Linked DNA regions of Mus musculus: regions 2 and 3 are each linked to region 1. The links are chromatin contacts, called in public HiCAR-type and HiChIP or PLAC-seq maps. All regions are on one chromosome and are shown on one strand. Each heading gives the region's core, a stretch centred on a gene start, on an enhancer-like site or on the middle of the called end of the contact. The rest is flanking DNA. Distances are from core to core; before and after follow the strand shown. Region 1 holds the start of 4833411C07Rik (RIKEN cDNA 4833411C07 gene). Region 2 has its middle 26 kb from the start of 9530052E02Rik. Region 3 has its middle 15 kb from the start of Gm39130.

What was found. HiCAR-type assays count read pairs that join an accessible place to other places. HiChIP or PLAC-seq counts read pairs in DNA pulled down with a chosen protein or histone mark.
Region 2: a contact with region 1 is called in a HiCAR-type map of fibro-adipogenic progenitors, with 1.8 times the contacts expected there. The contact joins the enhancer-like site here to the promoter of 4833411C07Rik in region 1. A contact is called at or near these places in 1 of 15 datasets of contacts at CTCF or cohesin (CD8 T cells), 6 of 484 Hi-C or Micro-C datasets (cortical neurons, liver, muscle stem cells and 2 more) and 5 of 115 datasets of contacts at active chromatin or transcription factors (the NIH/3T3 cell line, bone marrow-derived macrophages, fetal liver and 2 more).
Region 3: a contact with region 1 is called in an H3K27ac HiChIP or PLAC-seq map of microglia, with 3 times the contacts expected there. The contact joins the enhancer-like site here to the promoter of 4833411C07Rik in region 1. A contact is called at or near these places in 13 of 484 Hi-C or Micro-C datasets (B cells, the C10 cell line, the G1E-ER4 cell line and 8 more) and 4 of 115 datasets of contacts at active chromatin or transcription factors (embryonic stem cells, microglia and neural progenitor cells).

What each region holds. Positions count from the first base shown.
Region 1 is chr8:10,897,876-10,902,224 of GRCm38.p6, forward strand. 4833411C07Rik (RIKEN cDNA 4833411C07 gene) reads left to right here and starts at 2,047. Exons shown (of 3, transcript NR_102285.1): 1 at 2,047-2,276; 2 at 2,390-2,631; 3 at 3,730-4,349. Gm2814 (predicted gene 2814) reads right to left here and starts at 2,676. Exons shown (of 2, transcript NR_166616.1): 1 at 2,468-2,676; 2 at 294-1,354.
Region 2 is chr8:10,979,513-10,983,861 of GRCm38.p6, forward strand. No RefSeq gene overlaps it. Among named protein-coding and RNA genes, the nearest start is that of 9530052E02Rik, 26 kb to the right of the region's middle. Within about 2 kb of position 2,464, at least 35 of the 459 cell types and tissues checked have an H3K27ac peak or open chromatin away from gene starts, as enhancers often do. A contact at or near this core is called in CD8 T cells and fibro-adipogenic progenitors, where this site is marked.
Region 3 is chr8:10,833,011-10,837,359 of GRCm38.p6, forward strand. No RefSeq gene overlaps it. Among named protein-coding and RNA genes, the nearest start is that of Gm39130, 15 kb to the right of the region's middle. Within about 2 kb of position 2,216, at least 14 of the 459 cell types and tissues checked have an H3K27ac peak or open chromatin away from gene starts, as enhancers often do. A contact at or near this core is called in bone marrow-derived macrophages and microglia, where this site is marked.

The DNA.
Region 1 (4,349 bases), core at 797-3,296:
GTGGATTACATCTCCAGAAATAGCTCGCTGTGGCTCTGACAGTGGTCTACTGTCCTTTCTAAGGCCCATGTGAGCGTGACACACTGTCAGAGCCACCATGTCTCACAGTAGTTATCCCATGAAGAACATTTGCCCTCATGACTGTTGTGCCTGAGGATGCTGCCTGATGAGCAGTAAGCGGGGGCGGGGGCAGGGGGGACAGACTTCTTGGCCAAAGTTAAAATGTGTACAGACAAGTAAGAAGGCAATATATGTGGGGGAAATATACCAAATGATTCTTTTCCATTGTTTTTCCTTTTAGTCTGTATTTAAAGGGTTTTTATAAAGAATAAATACTGTCATTTATTTAGCATGCATTTAAATCACTAAATTGATGTGTGTATGTGTGTATGTGTGCACTTGCATGTGTATGTGCATGTGTGTGTGTGTGTACTCATGTGTGTGTGTGCATGTGTGTGAGTGTATGAACATGTGTATGCACATGCGTGTGTGTATGCATGCACATGTATGTGCATGTGTGTGAGCATGTGAGTGCACATGCATGTGTGTTTGCATGCACACATGTGTGTGCATGTGTGTGGGTGTGTGAGCATGTGTGTGCACGTGTATGTGTGTGTGCATGTGGAGGGGTGGGGTTTGTATTTTTTTCTTACATAATTTTAGGAGCCTTGAACAATTAATTGGTCCACTCCAGGTAGTGAGAACACACAACAGCTTGTCACCAATTCTTCCTTCCTTTCTTTAAGCTATGAAGGCTGAGGTGAAAGGGTACCTCGTAGACGGGGCCAATGGCAGAAGGCAGACTAGGGTTTCATTGCTTTCCTCCTCGCCCCACACTGAGACAGAGCAGCTTTTGCTCACCTCTGCCCCCAAACTCCCAGGAGAGTTATAAGTCCTGGGTAATGTGGCTGTCCAAGTATGAGAGATGTCAGTCATACAGCTCCAGAAAAGGGATCATGAGGTGGCCTAGATCTCCTGTGTGGCCTATCACCTTGTCTTAAATCTCTCTCTTGTTTTGTTTTGTTTTGTTTTGTTTTGTTTTGTTTTCGAGACAGGGTTTCTCGGTGTAGCCACCACCACGGCTTAAATCTCTTACTGAGCCGAAGAAGTGTGTGTTCCTCCGAGTGGTGCAGAGTCAACTGTTTCTTCTGCCTGATGTATTCTCAGGACGGGGACTTGTGGGCTTCAAGGAAACCCATCCAAGCAGGGTGCTGTGGACCACAGCAGGAGGTCAGACAGGCTAAGCTGCCTGTGCCCCCTCCCCCAAGAGGCTGTGGGTTCCAAAGTCTGGGTTCCCAGAGGCGTGATGACAAAAGGCAGCTGTGGTCCTTTGGGTTTCTGAAAGTGTTCCTTCCTGGTAGAGAAAAACAAGGACATATTGACAGACTAGTTCTTTTCATAGCCTGATAGCAGTCTGTGCTGTTCAGACGCAAAGGAAACACAGGGTACCAGCTCACTGTGCTTCGCATTAGCGTTCCCAGGACTCCGGCTCCTGGGGGAGAGAGTGCTCAGATGGGCCAAGGCTGGGGGTGGGGACCAAAGACACTGCTTCCCTTCATTTATTGTTTAACACCGTCAACCACCCACGTGTTTTGTTTGGTTTGTTTTGATTCTCTCCTATTGTTGACCTGGACTTCCTTTCCCCATGATGTCTTTCATGTCCCCCGCCACGTGTGTGTGTCCTCCGTGCCCCCACCCCCACCCCCGAGTGTAAGCTCCTAGGTTTGTAATCTTGGAAGCATCATTTATTTTTCCAGACACTTTGGGAGGAGGAAGGCTAGGTGGGGTCAGGAGCTTGTTTACTGTATGACCTCCCCTCCCCTCCCCTTGCTCGCCTGTCCTCCCTCAGCTCAACCCTGGCTGGTTTGTTTTCAGTGGGATTTTCACTCGCTAGCTGCAAGGTCAGCGCAATGAATCTGGATTGCGCAATAGGTCCCCACAAACACCGAAAAAGCAACGGTCTGACATGTTTGTTTGTTTGGTCCGGCCGTGATTATGTAACTGCCTCTGTTTTCTCTGTGCACTGGTGTCCCTATCCAAGTCTCCAGAAATAGGACAGCAGCCATTCCAGGTAGCAGGGGAATGGCCCTTCCTCACTTTCTGACGATTTTTTTTTACGCTCTTCTGTCTTTGGGGAAAGCGGCAGGCTAAGGAAAACCGGGAAGCCACGCAGACCTCTGCCTGTGACACAGCACGTGGGCTGGCCTCTGGCAACTGACAGAGGGAACATTGCTGCTGATGCGAAGAAAAGTCATCAGAGATTCTAAAAAATAACGGTAAATATAGTGAGTCTTGTTTGGTTTTAATTATAGCTGATTGGTGGTCTGTTTCTAGAAAAAAATAAATCAGTCTGTTAGCTATTACTAACTTTCCTTATTCACTCCCACAGACTATGGCGGATAAGCAAGGAGGGACAGGAGGTGACCAAGGCCACAGTGGGGAGAGACCTAGCAGAGAGAGCACCCACCTCAATCAGGCCACAGCCGGGACGGAGGTTCTGAGCCACGTCTCCTGAGTTCATTTACTCGGTGGAAGTCAATCTTAATTGTCAATTCGATGAGATTTTTAATCGCCATGGAAACAGACCTCTGAGCATGTCACGGAGACAGTTTCTATATCAGGTTAATCGAGGTGAGAAGATCCATGCTCAGTATGGGTATCAGACGAGAAAGAAAGAAAGAAAGAAAGAAAGAGAGAGAGAGAGAGAGAGGAGGGAGGGAGGGAGGGAGGGAGGGAGGGAGGGAGGGAGGGAGGGAGGGGAGGGGAGGGGAGGGGAGGGGAGGGGAGGGGAGGGGAGGGGAGGGGAGGGGAGGGGAGGGGAGGGGGGGAGGGGAGGGGAGGAGGGGAGGGGAGGGGAGAGGAGAGGAGAGGAGAGGAGAGGAGGAAGAAAGGAAGGAAGGAAGGAAGGAAGGAAGGAAGGAAGGAAGAAAGAGAGAGAGAGAGAGAAAGAGAGAGAGAGAGAAAGAAAGAGAGAGAGAAAGAAAGAAAGAGAGAAAGAAGGAAGACTTCCCTGGTTTCTTACTGTGCATGCAGCTTATAGCTGCCTCACCTCACCGGGCCCAGGAGCTATTCACCAGCGTGGACTGACTCTGAAACTGTCAACCACAGCAAATCTTTGCTTCCTAAAGTTGCTTCGCCAGGCAGTTTGTCCAAGTATCAAGGCAAGAACCTTATAAACCCTACCAGAAAGATTCTCCTGTGAGGTCTGGAAAGTACCATGGTCAGCTGGTGGAACTTCTCAAATAACCAGAAACCCAACTCAAAGAGAACTTCCTTGAGACATGAAACTGGAAGAAATTTGCAGACAAATGAACCATGTGCTGTGATAAAGGGTTAGGTGCACACAAATGTGCTTCCAAGTTCCTTGTGGGAAGTCGAGAGCTTTGAGCGGTCCGAAGACTGCCCACAAAACAGTCTCACTGCACTGGGTGGTGCAGGGGTGGAGGGGGTGGGGCCACAGCTACTCTGGCAGAGATAGAGGAAGCTGCATCTCAAATTCTGGAGGGCTCAAGGCAGCTTGGGCCTGACCCAAGGTAGGTCCTCTAAATTAAATGCCTACTTCCTATGAGGGAAACTGTGGGCTCATGAGATGCCCAATCACAGTTGAGACTATTGAGTGTCTGCCTCTGTGGTGAGAGAGAAAGAAAGATGGCCTCAGCCCGGTAAGCTGTGTGTGGTCTCCACTGTGTATCCAGCTTCACACTCATCCCCTGCCTCTATTCTCAACAGGTACATCTGAGGTACAACAGTCTACCTCATAGTGGCCTCTGACAGTCCAAAGCACGAGCGGTCATTGCCAGGGCAGCTCCATTGTCTGCCAGAGCCCTCTCTGCTCTGCTTATAGCTGTCTCATGCCAGCCGAGTCGCTTCAGCATGCAGGTGCCTGCCTCTGCTCACCCCCTGTCAGTTCCCAGGTATGGCATGAAGGGTAATGCCCCGGTGTCTCTAATGACAGTCATCACCTACCTCACAGTTCTAGGAGCCTCGTGTCTGAGTCTGAGGTATAAGCAAGATCCTACACTTCCACGGCCCTAGGAGAGGATCCTTCATGCCTCTCCCAGCTACTGGTGAAGGTCACAGTTTGATCATCTGACTTAAGGACCCAGTGCCCTGCCATCTACCCGTTTCTTCACATGTAGGCAGCTATGCCCAAACAGTCTCCTTATGTAAGTGCTACTCACTCCCCCAACCTACATGCTGCCACCTGACCACTCTGGCAGAGTCACTCTTCACAATGAGACCACATGCCATAAAGAGTCCCTTGAATAGGCTACGCAAGCCCACACTGCCACCCAACCTCAGATCCCATGTTGACCCGTCACTCACATCCCTTCACTGGGCATGTGCGG
Region 2 (4,349 bases), core at 1,214-3,713, 82 kb after region 1:
ACAAAGACCTACCTGGCCACACACAGGACATGGAGCACCAGAGCTTGAAGCACAGCAGGTCAGCCCTAGAAGGACCAGTGAGGCCAGCGTTCCTACACTGTCCTTGGATGTGCATAAACGAGAGGCAGAAGGCTCCTGCCTTCCAGTCTCTGCAGCAGTGCTTGGTCACCAAGGTAACCAAGCCCTTTATCGAGCAGGGGAGCAGAGAAAGCCGGTCCCCAGGATTTCACTGATGCCTGGCCCTCCACCTGTATATGGGATCTAGCTTTGCTGCAGAACATATTGTCTACCGAAAGGCCTAAGTCTGTCTGTGGCGTGTCCTCAGCCTCAAAACAGTCCCACCTCCAAAGAAAAACCCTCAAAGAAAGCGTCTCCTATTTTCTGCTTAAGGTTGACTTTCCTCCTCTGGCACCCCTCATCCACACCAAGTTACAAAGTAGAGAGCACTCATCATCCGGACGGCAAACATCAGTCATGTCTGTATGGAGGCTCAACTGGACAGCTGTGAAGAGCAGAGTGGTAGAGTGGAAACTCGCTCCTCGACCTCCTTCCTGCCTCTTTGACTCGTTGAGCATGTCCCCACCTCAGGGCCTTGGCACTTCCTGCCCCACTCAATGATGCGTCCCTTCCTTTTCTGTGCTCCCCCTGTCTTCTACTCAAGCTCTGTTCTCTGACTCGACCCCAGCTCTGCCTCCTCCTCTCCAATGCCACAGTGATGCTGCACAGGGAGGAGGGGGGGCTGAGGGGGAGGAAGGGCCTCTTTGATGCAGACCAAACAGCCCAACTCACCCTGATTGCATCTAAAGGCAACCACCATTTGCAGCCAGGAGCCCCTAACATACTTCCTTTTCCTGCGTCTCTTCAGTGGGAGAGCCTGAAAGGCTTCCAGATTCTTGTGAACTTTTATTAACCAAGGTGGTTGTATGAAATCTGTGGCCTCATAGAAAAAGAGAGAAATGTCACCAGGCAGCAGTAGCATACACCTCTAATCCTAGCACTAGGGAGGCAGAGGCAAGTGATTGAGTTCCAGGGTCCAGCTTGGTCTACCGAGGGAGTTTCAGGACAGCCACAAATACACAGAGAAACCCTGGGTCAAGAAAAGAAGGAGGAGGAGGAGGAGGAGGGAGGAGGAGGAGTTGGAGAAGGAGGAAGAAGAAGAAGAAGAAGAGGAAGAGGAAGAGGAAGAAGAAGGAGGAGGAGGAGGAGGAGGAGGAAGAAGAAGAAGAAGAAGAAGAAGAAGAAGAAGAAGAAGAAGAAGAAGAAGAAGAAGAAGAAGAAGAAGAAGAAGAAGAAGAGGAAGAAGAGGAAGAAGAGGAAGAAGAGGAAGAAGAGGAAGAAGAGGAAGAAGAAGAAGAAGAAGAAGAAAGGGGGCTGGGGGAATGTCCCAGGGCATAAGATCATGCAGTTGTAATGAGACAAGCCACACAAGTGTATGAAGCTCTAACTGTGCCAGGATCATCATTTTTGGCCCTTTCTGTTGTATGTACTCAACTGTGATTCCCACACATGTAAGACACTAGTGGGTCACTAGGACTCAGTGATGTTTACTTAGGACAGCTCAGGGCTTTCTCCCCAGTGAGGTCATGCTTCTCCAAAGCCAACGGATGAGATACGTGCTTGTGCAAGTATGAGTGGAGATGCGGCTCAGTTGCTAGAGTGATTATAGCACGCACGAAAGCGGCCTAGGCCCCACCCTCAGCACAGCAGAAATGTGGGGTGAATTTGAAGCCAGCATGTGCTACAGGAGACCCTGTATCAAAATACAGAAAGAAGGGAGGGAAGAAGGGAAGAAGGGAGGAAGGGAGGAGGGAAAAAAGAGAGAGAAAAGCTATTCGGTGTAGTGTTTCAGCAGAATACAAAGCAGCTGAGTCAAAACCCAATGTGTGTGCTGGAGAGAGGGCTCAGCGGTTAAGAGCACTGACTGCTCTTCCAGAGGTTCTGAGTTCAATTCCCAGCAACCACATGGTGGTTCACAACCATCTGTAATGCGACCCAATGCCCTCTTCTGGTGTGTCTGAAGACAGCTACAGTGTACTCATCATATATATACAATAAATAAAATGTTAAAAACAAAAACAAAACCCCACTGTGTCACAGCCCACGCTCCATCCCATGCTCCATCCAGGATGAGTGAGGAAGAGCTGGAGTACTTAAGTTCTGGTCCCCTGGCTCACTCGCAGGACATCGGACAGGTTGAACCTCCCTTTACTCTGGGGTTTGAATTGTCAGGTTTTCAGGTATGAGATGGTAGTGAGTGGCAGTGCCTCTGGCACAGTGACTGTGTCAGGGACCTGGTGCGCACTCCCCTTCTCCCCCAAGGTTTCACACAAACACAGATGGAGACAGTATGCTGGAACTGATGGTGAGCCGTGAGCTCCAAACTGAAGACCATCAGCAGTGTGGACATTAAAACCATCTGTGTGGGAACAGCCTAGTTTTCCTCTTCTGGACACACAGTATGGCTTTCTACTGCCTTTGAAGCTGTCTCCATGGGCTCAACACTGGCCAATGAGAACCAAGCAGAAATGACAGGGGTCCCAAGAGTAAGCCATGAGTCACAGCAGTCAGAGCCTTCTCCCATGGGTAAGTTAAGCTGGGGTCAGGGGTGGCACACTGCTGCAGCCTTCCCTCCCTATCCTCACTCACTCCTGAGTAAAGCTTTGCTTTTGGCACACTAGGGCAGCTCTATGCAAAGCACAGAGTTGTAAAGGGATTCAAATCTGGTGGTATTAACATAAAGAGCTACTTTACAACCACTGGGCCCTGGGGTGAGAGGCTAAGGAAGACAGGAAAGGGAGAGGTTATATTGTATTAGTTTAACCCAACCACTTCATTCAGTGTAAAATTAGGGCTAGAGATGTAGTTTAGTGGTAGAAACCTCAGCTAGTGTGTGCTAGGTCTTGGGATAGAATAGTGTACTGTACAGTACTGCCTAAATAAAAGACTTTTAAATTGAACTACTTAAAACAAATAAATAAAAAAAGGAAACAGTCCTAAAGGTAATGGAGTCAAAATCCTGACTGTCCTGGTTTCATCCTGTTGCTATGACCAAAGCAACTTAGGGGACGAAAGGGTATCGTGGCTCACACTCCCAGGTCACACAGTCCATCACTGATGGAGCCTGAAGCAGAAACCATGGAGGCTTGCAGTATCTGACTCAGCTTGCTTTCTCATTCAAGACTACCTGCCCAGGGAATCATGTCATTCACAATGGGCTAGTTCCTTCCACAGCAGCTTAAAGCCAATACCACTCTCCACAGACATGCCCACAGGCTGATGCAGTCTTTCAATTAAAAGTCCTCTCTCAGGAGACTCTGAGTTGTGTCAAGTTGACAGTTAAAGCTAAGGTGGGCACCAACATTGTATATAGCATTTATAAATACACTGGCAACAGTAGGAGATGGCAGGCCTGGGTGACAGGCACTGCTAACAAAGAAAGTTTAGGGACCCAGTGGAGATGCGGATGGACAGATGTATCATGACAAAACTTGCAGAAATAAGGTAAATGGTCCCTAAAGCAGGAAATCCAAAACACTAAAAACAAACTCAAAGATAAAAGAATGTCCCTTCACATTAGGAAAGTCACTGCGCTAGCTATGCAGAATCCCAAATCTCCTGAGCTGGTTCCGACATGCGCAGGACTGAGACTCACGCTGGGCGAGCCACAACAGCAAAGGCACGGAGCTGAGTGTGGAGTCATGGCCAGCACCCCGGCACTAGGGATGCTAAGGCAGGAGACTCCATCTCCAGACAAAGCCAAAACAAAAAACAAAAACAAAACAAAACCAAAAGAAAAAAAAAACCTAAAAACTAAAAACACAAAAACAAGGGCAGAAAATTTCAAGCATTTAAACCAGTGGTTCTCAACTTGTGGGTCCTACAACCCTTTCACAGGGGTCACATATCAGATATCCTGCATATCAGATATTTAAATCATGAGTCATAACAGTAGCGAAATTACAGTTATGAGGTAGCAACGAAAATAATGTTATGATTTGGGGTCCCCACAACATGAGGAACTGTATTAAAGGGTTGCAGCATTAGAAAGGTTGTGATCCCCTGATTAAAACAGAAAGGACAAAGCAGATTTAGTACGGGAAAGTGCTGGCTAATGTTTGACAGAGCACGTACCTGTTCCCTGTTCGCTAATGTGAATGAACACAGTTTCCTTTGGAAAGGCTTGTTTAGATCTTCCTAACTAAGTGCTAGAGACAGACAGAAGAAGGGGATACACACAGACAGATGCAAAGTCACTTCCAACAAGGGCAAATCTGCCTTTGATAAAATCATTAAGTATCATTTCAGTATCTTCTGCTCCTAAGTTGCACCTCAGGTAGGATGGTTACACT
Region 3 (4,349 bases), core at 966-3,465, 65 kb before region 1:
AGTCTAACCACTATCTATCAGTACTCTTCCTGGGGCCTTTGTGGACAGTCTAAAGCCAGGCTGTAGCAGATGGCACAGATCCTTGCATTTTACAGAGATCTTTGATTAGCAACCCTGGCTTCTGTCACTGGCTTGTGTGGTAACCTGTGGTAATAAATGGATGCTCATTTCAGGGCAGAAAAAAAGGAGCAAGAACCTCAGCTCAGGTCTTGATGAAATCAAGGCTAGGCTTAATCATTAAGTAGATTTGTTCAATTTTGTGTTAATCTCGTATCAGGGATTCTCATGGGCTTGTCCAGATATTTATGAAATAGCATTGGGTTTTAATGTCAGGACTGGGGTAGTGTGTGTTCAGATACCAAGGAGGATTGTGGGTGTGCCCGGGTATTTACTAAATAATGGTGGGGGTAAGAACAACCTTAGCAAGACCTTCCTGGGGTGGAAAGAGAGAGGGAGTAACCCAATTCACTAATTAACTTACTAATTAGTGAGCAGCTCACTCCTAGTGTTACAAACCTAAGAAGCACAGCATGTTCTCAGAAGCAAAAGGTGACTGATCGTAAAGGGGGAAGGTCAGTAGGACTTTAGGAGCCAGTGCTGGGCAAACGGACAAGAAGTTTCCAGAGGCCTGCTGCTCAGAATGGTGTTTTCTGGTAACATTAATACACCGCCTGTCTGAAGGCTCTTAAACAGGAAGAACGTATGTCCTGTCCTATGGGACTCTTACAGAGAAGGGAGAGAAGAAAGAAGGAGGCAGAGAGGGAAGGAGGGAGAGGAGATAGAGGGAGGGAACAAAAGATGAAGGGAGGAAGGGGAGGCAGAGGGAAGGAAAGAAAGAGGGAAGGAAGGGAGAAGCCCATTCCCTGCTGTTTCAGTGATGAGCACATCTGAGAGCCCCAGCCCCACCCACTGAGCTGCTCTCCAGGGAAGCTGCTCTCCTGGAGTAGCCTCCCCATAGCTTCCTCATAGAACAGCAAGTTACTAATAGATTCTTTCATTCTTCAAGGTCAAATTTCATTGAGAGCATCTTTCTGGTGTAAGCAGACATAAGGAATTTATTTTCCTCCCTCCCTCCCTCCCTCCTTCCCTTCCTTTCTTCCTTCCTTCCTTCCTGACAGCCTACCTTTCTGCTTTTGCTATTGTTGCTATTGTTACTATTGCTGTTGTTGCTGCTGCTGCTGTCCTTGCTGTTGTTCCTGTTGTTGTTCCTGATGTTGTTTTTACTGTTGCTGTTGCTGCTGCTGTTGTTCCTGTTTATTCCTGTTATTATTGTTCCTGTTGTTGTTATTGCTAATGCTGCTATTATTATTGTTGCTGCTGCTGTTGCTAATGTTGTTGTTCATGTTTTTGTTCCTGTTGTTGTTATTGTTAATTCTGCTGTTGTTATTGTTCCTGTTGTTGTTGTTGCTGCTGCTGTTATTCCTATTGTTGCTGTTGTTGCTGCTGCTGCTGTAGTTGTTGCTCCTGTTGTTAGCACTGGGAATTGAATCCAGGCCTTCATATTTACTAGGTGGTCACCACTGCTATTGAGCTACATCCCAACATAAGAGAAAAGCTATAAATATCTCACCCATGCATTATAGCTGTGCTTTCTTGCTTTGCTTTAGAGCTCCCTGCCTTTGTTGCTCTCATGGGAATCCCTCTTCCTGTGGGCAGCTGGTATACCCTAGACAATTTTATCAAAGGACAGTTTCCATACCACAGGTTCAACCTGGGTAAAGCAGAGTTGGTCCTTGCAGCTTCCTGCTGGGCTCTCAGTACAGTGTCCATTCAGTGGGCACTGTTGAGTGAGCATAAGACACATCATCAGCGTCCCTCCATCCCAGAATGCTCCACATCGCTCCACCTATCTGCTATGATGCCAGCTCTGACCAGTCATTTTCAGCATGGAAGCAATGCCTTACACATGGGCACTTGTCTCCACTGGATCGCTCTCATCCCAGGCTGTCTTCTTGCCAGTAGTCAGACTCCAGGATGCAAAAAAAAAAAAAAAAACAAAAACAAAAACAAAAAAAAAAAAACAAAAAAAAACATGACTTTGATGTTTGGCTAGAACTTTTTACTCCAGTCAAAATATCAGTTCTTTCTGAAGGCTTGCGATGACTGTGACACAGCTCCTCCCATCTCTGTCCTCCAGCCACCACCTTGCTCTACCGTCCCATGAGCAGCCACCAGTGCTAGAAGCAGGCTTTACTGTCTCCATGCAAGGAAGACGTTCCCCTTCCCTTCCTATCTCTCTGCACCCTGAGAATCAGGCTTCCTCTTCTTGAGTTCCTGTAGAGCTCTGAAAGTCCCTATAGTACTTTTATCAGACTCCAGCCTAACTGGCTATGTTCGTATCTGCTTGACTCGTGGAAGCAGGACGACATAGAACACTTAGTGATGGCCCCAAGGTGTACAGACAGATTCTACAGGTGCCATGGAAAAGGTGGCCAAGGAGAGCCTGCAGTGGACAGATGGAGAGGCCACGCTCTGATCACCATTGTCCAGGAGGAAAAGGATGATGCAAAATGAGTGGACAACATTGTTGAGAGTTGGATAAGGAGCCTGGATTCGGCAACCAGTTGCAACCAGTCCAGGACACTGAGGGGAGACTCAGCCTGAGGGTCAGAAAGAGCTTTACCAGGGACACCTGACATTCTTCTCTGTCTACTGGCTCACCAGTCCCAGCTGGAGACAAAGCAACTCAGACAAAGCTGGTGAGATCCAGTCCTTGGAAAGGGCTACAGAAGATTAAAAGGAAGCTAGGAGGGAGGTTGGAAGAGAGCAGGAAGGAAGAGAAAATGCACTGAGGTCAGGCTGCACAGTCAGAAAAGGAGAACTCAGGGCCTTGGGATGACAGCCCCTCGGGAGTCCTACACCCACATAAGCCAGCAGCCACATAAGAAGCCAGGAGCAGCAGCAAGCATCTGTAACGCTAGAGCTGGGGAGGTGTGCATAGGAGAGTCTCTGGGTCTTTCTGGCAGCTAGCCTAGACTATCAGTGAAGTCCAGTTAGGATCGAGATCCTGCCTCAAAAAACATAAGGTAGAAAGCTCTTCCATTGAGGAAGACAATTGATGTTGATGTCTAGCCTGCACATTAATGTGCACACATATACACGCACACCTGTGCACACATATACACACATACATGTGCACGCATACAAAATAAACAAATGGGTAAATAAATGAGTGGCCAGGGCAGTAGGACACTTTCAAAGGAAAGACTGGGACAACCTGGCCCAGGCGCAAGGATGTGGTGAGGCTCATGGGCAGAGGAGGTTGTCTGTGTGAAGAGCAATAATCCACAGGAGGAAGGGAGAGCTATCACCTGTCCCACTGTCTATGGAACAAGACACCATCTACTGAAAGTCACTGAGGCACAGAGAACATTTGCTGCAGCCTCTAGGAAGAAAGTAGTGGAGACTGCCTTGCCTGGGCTGGGCCTGCAGTGAACCAGATTTGGCTCTGAGTGTCCCCACAAACCTACAACGGGCATTACCAGACCAGACACACTCCATTATCCACCATAAGCCTTCCTGAAGATTCTGTTCTTTAAAGAGCTGTTTTATCTTTTGTGTGTGTGTGTGTGTGTGTGTGTGTGTGTGTGTGTGTGTGTATGTGTGTGTGTGCGCGCGTGTTAACAGGACTTTTCTTGCTCCTTCTGGCCTTTCTACCATTCCACCTACCCTCTCCAACAAAAGAAAAGTTTCCACTTAGTGAAAAGTTTCAATAATCCCCATGCAAACCTTTCTGTGACTCTCAAGCCAGCAGGGAACAAATGGAGAATGGAAAGGTTTCCCACAGGGATCCTTTTCATGAAACACTTCCCTTCCTCCAAAGCACATGTGTGGGACCTCAAGAGAGTAAAATACATACCCCACTGAAAAATCATTAGATACTCCTCCAGAAGTCTGTCACAAGCACACATGTTGGCTCTTTGAGATCAGTCAGTTAATTGCTAGAAAAACTGCTTCTCAGGGTCATTTTAAAAATCTGCCTCTGAAGACCAAGGCAGCTTCAAATGAGTAGCCTTGGGTGTACAATCTGGTGCCTCTGACCAGAAGTTTTCAAATTTCTGTATATCTCTTTCATGTACGTAGAGTCTTAAAGCATTGCCCGCTGCAACTTTTGATTTCAAACCACTTTTTATCAGCTTTGTAAATAGAAAGCACCATTGATTTCTCTTGCCCACAGAGTCTCCTCTCAGAAGCTCAGAAGTAGTGTGTGTGTGTGTCTCTGTGTGGACCTGCAGCCACTGGTCATTTTGGGATGGCTTTTCATCCCCTCAGAGAGTAAACCCCAAAGGAATGCCTCCTGCTAGCTTTCTTGCACACGATAAACCTTTCTTGTTCCTTTTGGACTGCTT